Linked DNA regions of Mus musculus: region 1 is linked to region 2. Evidence: chromatin contacts called from public promoter capture Hi-C data. All regions are on one chromosome and are shown on one strand. Each heading gives the region's core, a stretch centred on a gene start, on an enhancer-like site or on the middle of the called end of the contact. The rest is flanking DNA. Distances are from core to core; before and after follow the strand shown.

Region 1 (2,827 bases), core at 230-2,729, 480 kb before region 2:
TGCACCAACACTGCCTGGCTTAAATTTCTTTTTTAAATTAAAAAAAAATTTTCCCCATGTCCAAAACCAAGTGTGTACTGTGCAAACTCTAAAATATTCTCCTCTGGACCAGTCGGTTGGGCGGCAGGGTGCTTGCTGCTGATCCTGAGGACCTGAGTTCAATCCTGAGGACCTGAGTTCAATCCCTAGGACCCACGTGGTGGACGCTGAGAACTGAAAAGTTCTCCAACCTCCATCTGTTGTCATGCCACGTCTCTGTGGCCCCTCCACCATAAAACCACCATAAAATAAACACATATATACATATATATGTATATATAATTTAAAAAATTTTGGTGTCTATACAGAACTTAATAATAATAATAGTAAAAGAAGCCCGTTTTCCCCAGCTTCTAATTCTGACTGGAGTTTTTTTTAACATGTATGGGACTGGAGCTGAAGGTCCTGGGTTTGCGTTTGGTGGTGGGGAAACTACAAAGGGAGCGGGGTGGGGAGAGGATTGGGGGGCGGGGTGGGGAGAGGGTTGGGGGGGGAGGGCTGGGGGGAGGACGAGCAAAGTCTTGAATTTGTTAATGGACCTGAGACTTGTAGCAATCATAGAAGGGCGCCGAGCCGGTCAGCATCATGCTGTTGAAGACGTCGGATAATCTATTGCTGGTGTCGACGCTGAGGTTCCAGCACCGATTCGCGCTTCCACGGAACGCCGCCGCGGCCGCCGCCACCTTCGGCTGCTCGGAAACGGGGGAAAAGCCGGGTGGTCACGGAGCGCCGCGCAGCTGGGGCTGTAGCCTGGGCCGTCTAACTGCAGATCCTTAGGGGACACTAACTCGGGCCCCCCAACCCCGCTCCCTCGTTTCCTCTTCAAGCCCTCCTCCCCACCCCGTCACTGCGCCTCAGCTCTGAGACGCGCGACGGCGGCGGCAGCGGCCCTCGACGGCCCTGACAGACGCCTCCGCGCCATTGCGACTGGCTGACCGAGGTGGCGCCTCCGCTCTGAAGCCTCTGGGAGGTCAACCCTCGCCCAGACTCGCGACTTCGCAACCCTCCCCCACTCGCGACTCGGCCCGACGACATGTTGGGGCTCCCCCACCCGCGACCCGTAATCTCCCGTGTCGCCACCCCGCCACCACCCGGGCCTCCTTAAAGAAGAAGCACGCTGAGGGACGCGCCTTCTCCTCAGCGTCTCTCCCGGGGGCTGCCATCCTCGAAGTCCCCCCGACCCCCGCCAGTTACCTCAGGTCCCTCCCTCAGGCCTTGGGGGTGACGGGGCCGGCAGGTGTCTCCGCCGCTCACCTCCATGGGGGCCCCCCAGCTCCTCCTGAGCTAGTTAACAGCTCCCGGGGTACGGGGGTGAGGGAGGACGTCGAGGCCCAGCTCCCTCAGCCCGCACCCCACCGCTACCGCTGCCGCAGCCGCCGTCGGCGCTGCCAGGAGCCGCTCTGTGGGTGGGGGGCCGAGCCGAGACGGTGCGACGAAGAGGCCGTTACATTGCTCCCCGCGCCTCGCGACTAGGCACCGGCCGCCGGCGCCCCGCCCACGCCCACGCCCAGGAGGCCCCTCATCTCGCACCCCTCATTGGCCCGCGGCCCAGCCAATGGGCGACCGCCTCCAGGGTCTGTTGCCCCCCCAGAGACAAGACTAAGAAGGAGCAGTTAGCCGACTTCGCCCTAGGCTTGCTCTCAGGCCAGGGCTGAAGATGTTTCCCGCTCAAAGGAAGCTCGCTCGGGATTGGCCAGAACGGACGAGCACAGGCCCGCTGATTGGCTGATGGGAGGCGCGCGCGCCTACTGGCTTGGTAGCGGTGGTTGGGAGATTAGAGAAATCGCACAGCAACAGGCCGATGACCCGAAAGCCCTCCGCCCGGCACCCGAGGGCACCCGAGGCCAACATCTTCGTTTTGGGTCTTGTTCTCCGCCCCTAGTTCCCAGAACTCTACAGAGCCGCCAGCCCAGTAGACTGTTGTAGCCTTTTTCAGAGGGCAAAGAAACGAAACCCTTGTAGAGCTTAAATGGTGAGAGCTGTCCGCTGTCCTGGGACCAGGTTTCCTTTAGGGTGAAGGTGTTTTGACTATTAAATATGAATATGACTTTTCAAGGAAACTTCACCCTGAATTTTTGTTTGTTTTGTTTTGAGTTTGTTGTTGTTATTTAGCTAGTAATAGTAATTTAGCTAAAAATAGTTTGCTGTTTTCTAGCTATTCCGGCGACCTTACGAGATGATGACATAGTCTGATTAGGGTCTTAGAAAAATGCAAAGTCCTCAAAAATGTGTGTATGCGCGAGCACGGAGAAGGGGGGCACTGAAATTTTAAAGGAGTAAACACAGGCGTTTTAAGGGTGTTTGCACTTCAAATCAAAATTTGAGACGCACCGGATTAATCATTTAGCTCGGGCACTAATGAGGTAGATTAGGGGGATGAGTTTACTGGCCCACGCAGACCTGACGGTTTTTTCAGATGCATAACCATCTATAACTCAAGATGGGGAATGACAGAGGAAATACACCATATCAAACTCTGGCTTCCAACACAGACACAAATGGGCAAGTACGTGCGCATGGGCACACACACACAAACTTTAAAAAAGAGATTTGGTGTTGGGGTGATAGTAAATTACTTGCCGTCAAGTATGAGAACCTAAGTCTCATCTTCAAAACCGATGGCAAAAAAAATCCCAGGTGTGATAAATGTGTAATCCCAGCGCTTGGGAGGTCCAGTTGGATCACGGGGCCTCACTGGCCGACCAGTGTACCTCCTCAGCAAGGACCTATCTCCAAAGACAAGGTGGGGGACAGTGAGATGGCTCAATAGGTAAAAGCAAGACTGATG
Region 2 (2,721 bases), core at 149-2,648:
AGCACAGGCTCTGAGGGAGGTAAGATAGGGGCAGTTAGGCCAGGAGGAAATGATTAGACAACCGCTTTTAGCTTTACAAGCCCTTGTGGAGAAGGGCGGGAGGGAGAGGGACAAATTGTCTGCTTTCCAGCTTGTCATGTTAGCTTATTCTATGTCTCTTTATGATCCTTGCTTCCTCCTTCAAGGCTGGGGAGCCTGGGCAACAGCAGTGTTGAGTAACTCCCTTCTGTACTCCGAAAAGACAGAAAAACAAACAAGCAAACAAACACGGTGGCCCAGATAAACCCCAAGGGCTGCAGGAGGCCCAGCAGTGTGGGGCCACTGGCTTCTTAGAATGAGAAAGCTAGACTAAGTACTGGGGAGAGAAGAAAAGTGTTCCTTGCAGGTAGGGTAAGGATTCCCTTTAGTGACTGGCATTGAGTGGCTTCTAAATTTCATTGGGCACATTATAATCGGGGGTGGGGGTGGGGGGCTTGTTAAAGTGCAGATCTGGCCTGGAGCTTTAGAGTCTGTATTTCTAGTAAGTCTTCAAGCATTGACTCTGCTTTTGAGCTTAAACCAGGGACCACATCTTAATGAAACTGGTGCCTAGTTTAATGTCAAACAAATGGATAGATGAATAAGATGTTCAGCTAAGAAAGAAGATTTTCGGCTACCTACATTTCTAGTAATAACTGCTAAAACGCAGATTTCCAACTACAACTAAATTTGGAGTTACGAAATCAGTAGGTCTGAGGCGGAGACTGTATTTGCAGTTGAACACGCCCCTTAAGTCGTTTCTCTGATCCGGATAGTTGAGGATGGGTGAACTGTGAGATCTGAGGTGAAGACTAGGGCCTAAGGGGATAAGAATAGGTAGAAAAGTGTTTGCCTTTGAGGTAACTACTTGAGGGAGATCAGGGCCCCAAAGGGATAAGGGGACCAGGATGCCCGAAGGCTTCTCTCTGTCTCACCACTTGAAGACAAGGTTGAGCCACTCAGCAATGAAGGTGATCCAGAGCACGGAGATGCCCAGGCGGCGGGAGGCGTAGTAGGCCGCGGGGAAGCAGAACTGAAAAAGATTCTTAGGATCGCCCAGAAAGGTGACCCAGAGCCACATATTCTCTAGCCCGGGAAGCCGGTTCTGTAGTGCTTCAGCCATTATGATGCCCGCGCTCAGCGTGGACTCCATGGTGAATCAGGAGTCCTCTAGCCTGGAGCCCGTTGTAGGGTGCAAGTCGAGGAACCTTAGCAGAAATGAAGCGGCTACCTGCTGGCCCTCTAGAGCCCACCCTTTCTAGCCCCCGGCCCCGCCCTACCCGCCGGGGGTCTAAACCAAGCCCCACCCCCGCCCCGCCCCGCCCCCGCAGTCCCTGACACGCGCGAGTTGGAGCCGTAGCTGGTACTGTTTCCTCCGGCTTTCTTCCTCGGCCTTCCTCTCTACTGGACAGCGGAGGGGACAAACCTTTGCGAAGGCGTTTCCTCAAGGCCCCACGTGGCCGCTGTTGCTAGCACGTGGGCTGCCAGCGTAGTGCAGAAACCCGCTGCTGTTCCGGGTCAGGGGACCGATGAACCTGGGAACCAGCTCTGTGTCCCGGTTCCTTGTTCTGCTGCTGCGAAGTCGATGTCTAATCTCCAGGGCGAGGGTTTCTTCTGGATCTGATCTCTGTTTTCCAACATCACTACCCATTTTTCTCAAATCTGGACCATTTGGAGAGAAGGGAGTCAAAGCCCGACCTCCAGTTGCACACAGTCTTAGTTGACATCTACCTGTCTCTAGCTCAGGATTCTCCCATTCTATTTCATCCACGTCTTCCTTCAAGAATCCAGAGCTTAACATGTGTGTGTATGTTATGTGCGAGAAACTTGCCTTGCTCTCACCCCTACCACCCTCCTGCCATTTAAAATTCTTATTGGGCAGCTAAATCAAGAAAGAGATAGTATTTCCATGAAAAGAGGAAGGGCACACGCCTACAGTTTTTGCATTATTAGGAGGGACACAGTCCTAGGGGAGATCTGCTTAGAGCAAAGGAAGGAGCCTGTTGATATACTTCTTTGATTTCTTTTTCCCTCCTTTCTTTGCACGTCCGTGGCGAGGTGGGAGTGGGGAGTGTTTCTAGACAGGGATTGCTCTTAAACTCAAGAGATCCTCCTGCCTTTGCCTCCGGAGTGCTGGAATTTAAGGCTAAAAGCATGCACTACCATGCCCCATGCCCGGCTTTTTGTTTGGTTAGTTTTGTTTTGTTTTTCAAGACATGGTTTCTATGTGTACCTCTGGCAATCTTGGAACTCACTTTATAGACCAGGCCTAGCTCTCATATCCAGAGATCAGCCTGCCTCTGTCTCCCAAGTGCTGAGACTCCCAAGGGCATGAGACCACACCCTTGGATTTCTTAGTGTCTCAAGCAACTTTGTTCTTGAAGTCTGAAGGGTGGTTGAAAATGAAGATATGAAATAAAGAAAGTGTTTTTTAATTGCTTCAAGAAGCCAAAATTTCACACAGATGTTTTTTGTTTGTTTGTTTGTTTAGACATATCCCTGGCTGTCCTGTCACTATGGAGACCAGGCGGGACTTAATTAAGTTCAGAGATCCACCTGCCCCTCTCCCTCTGCTGGGATTAAGCTCTAGTTTATTTATTTTTGAGGTAGATCTGGCCCAGGCTGGCCTCAAACTCCCAATACCTTAGGATTGCTGAGATTATAGGTATGGACTATCCACTATTTACCTATTTATTGTGTTGT

What was found. Promoter capture Hi-C pulls out the DNA fragments that hold promoters and counts their contacts.
Region 1: a promoter capture Hi-C map of embryonic stem cells shows a contact between it and region 2, with 2.2 times the contacts expected there. The contact joins the promoter of Meioc here to the promoter of G6pc3 in region 2. A contact is called at or near these places in 1 of 39 promoter capture datasets (embryonic stem cells) and 1 of 9 other capture datasets (adipose tissue).

What each region holds. Positions count from the first base shown.
Region 1 is chr11:102,664,237-102,667,063 of GRCm38.p6, reverse strand. It overlaps Meioc (meiosis specific with coiled-coil domain), which reads right to left and starts at 1,479. Exons shown (of 8, transcript NM_001127576.2): 1 at 1,234-1,479; 2 at 579-728. The coding sequence starts at 1,299.
Region 2 is chr11:102,188,376-102,191,096 of GRCm38.p6, reverse strand. G6pc3 (glucose 6 phosphatase, catalytic, 3) reads right to left here and starts at 1,398. Exons shown (of 6, transcript NM_175935.3): 1 at 954-1,398. The coding sequence starts at 1,171.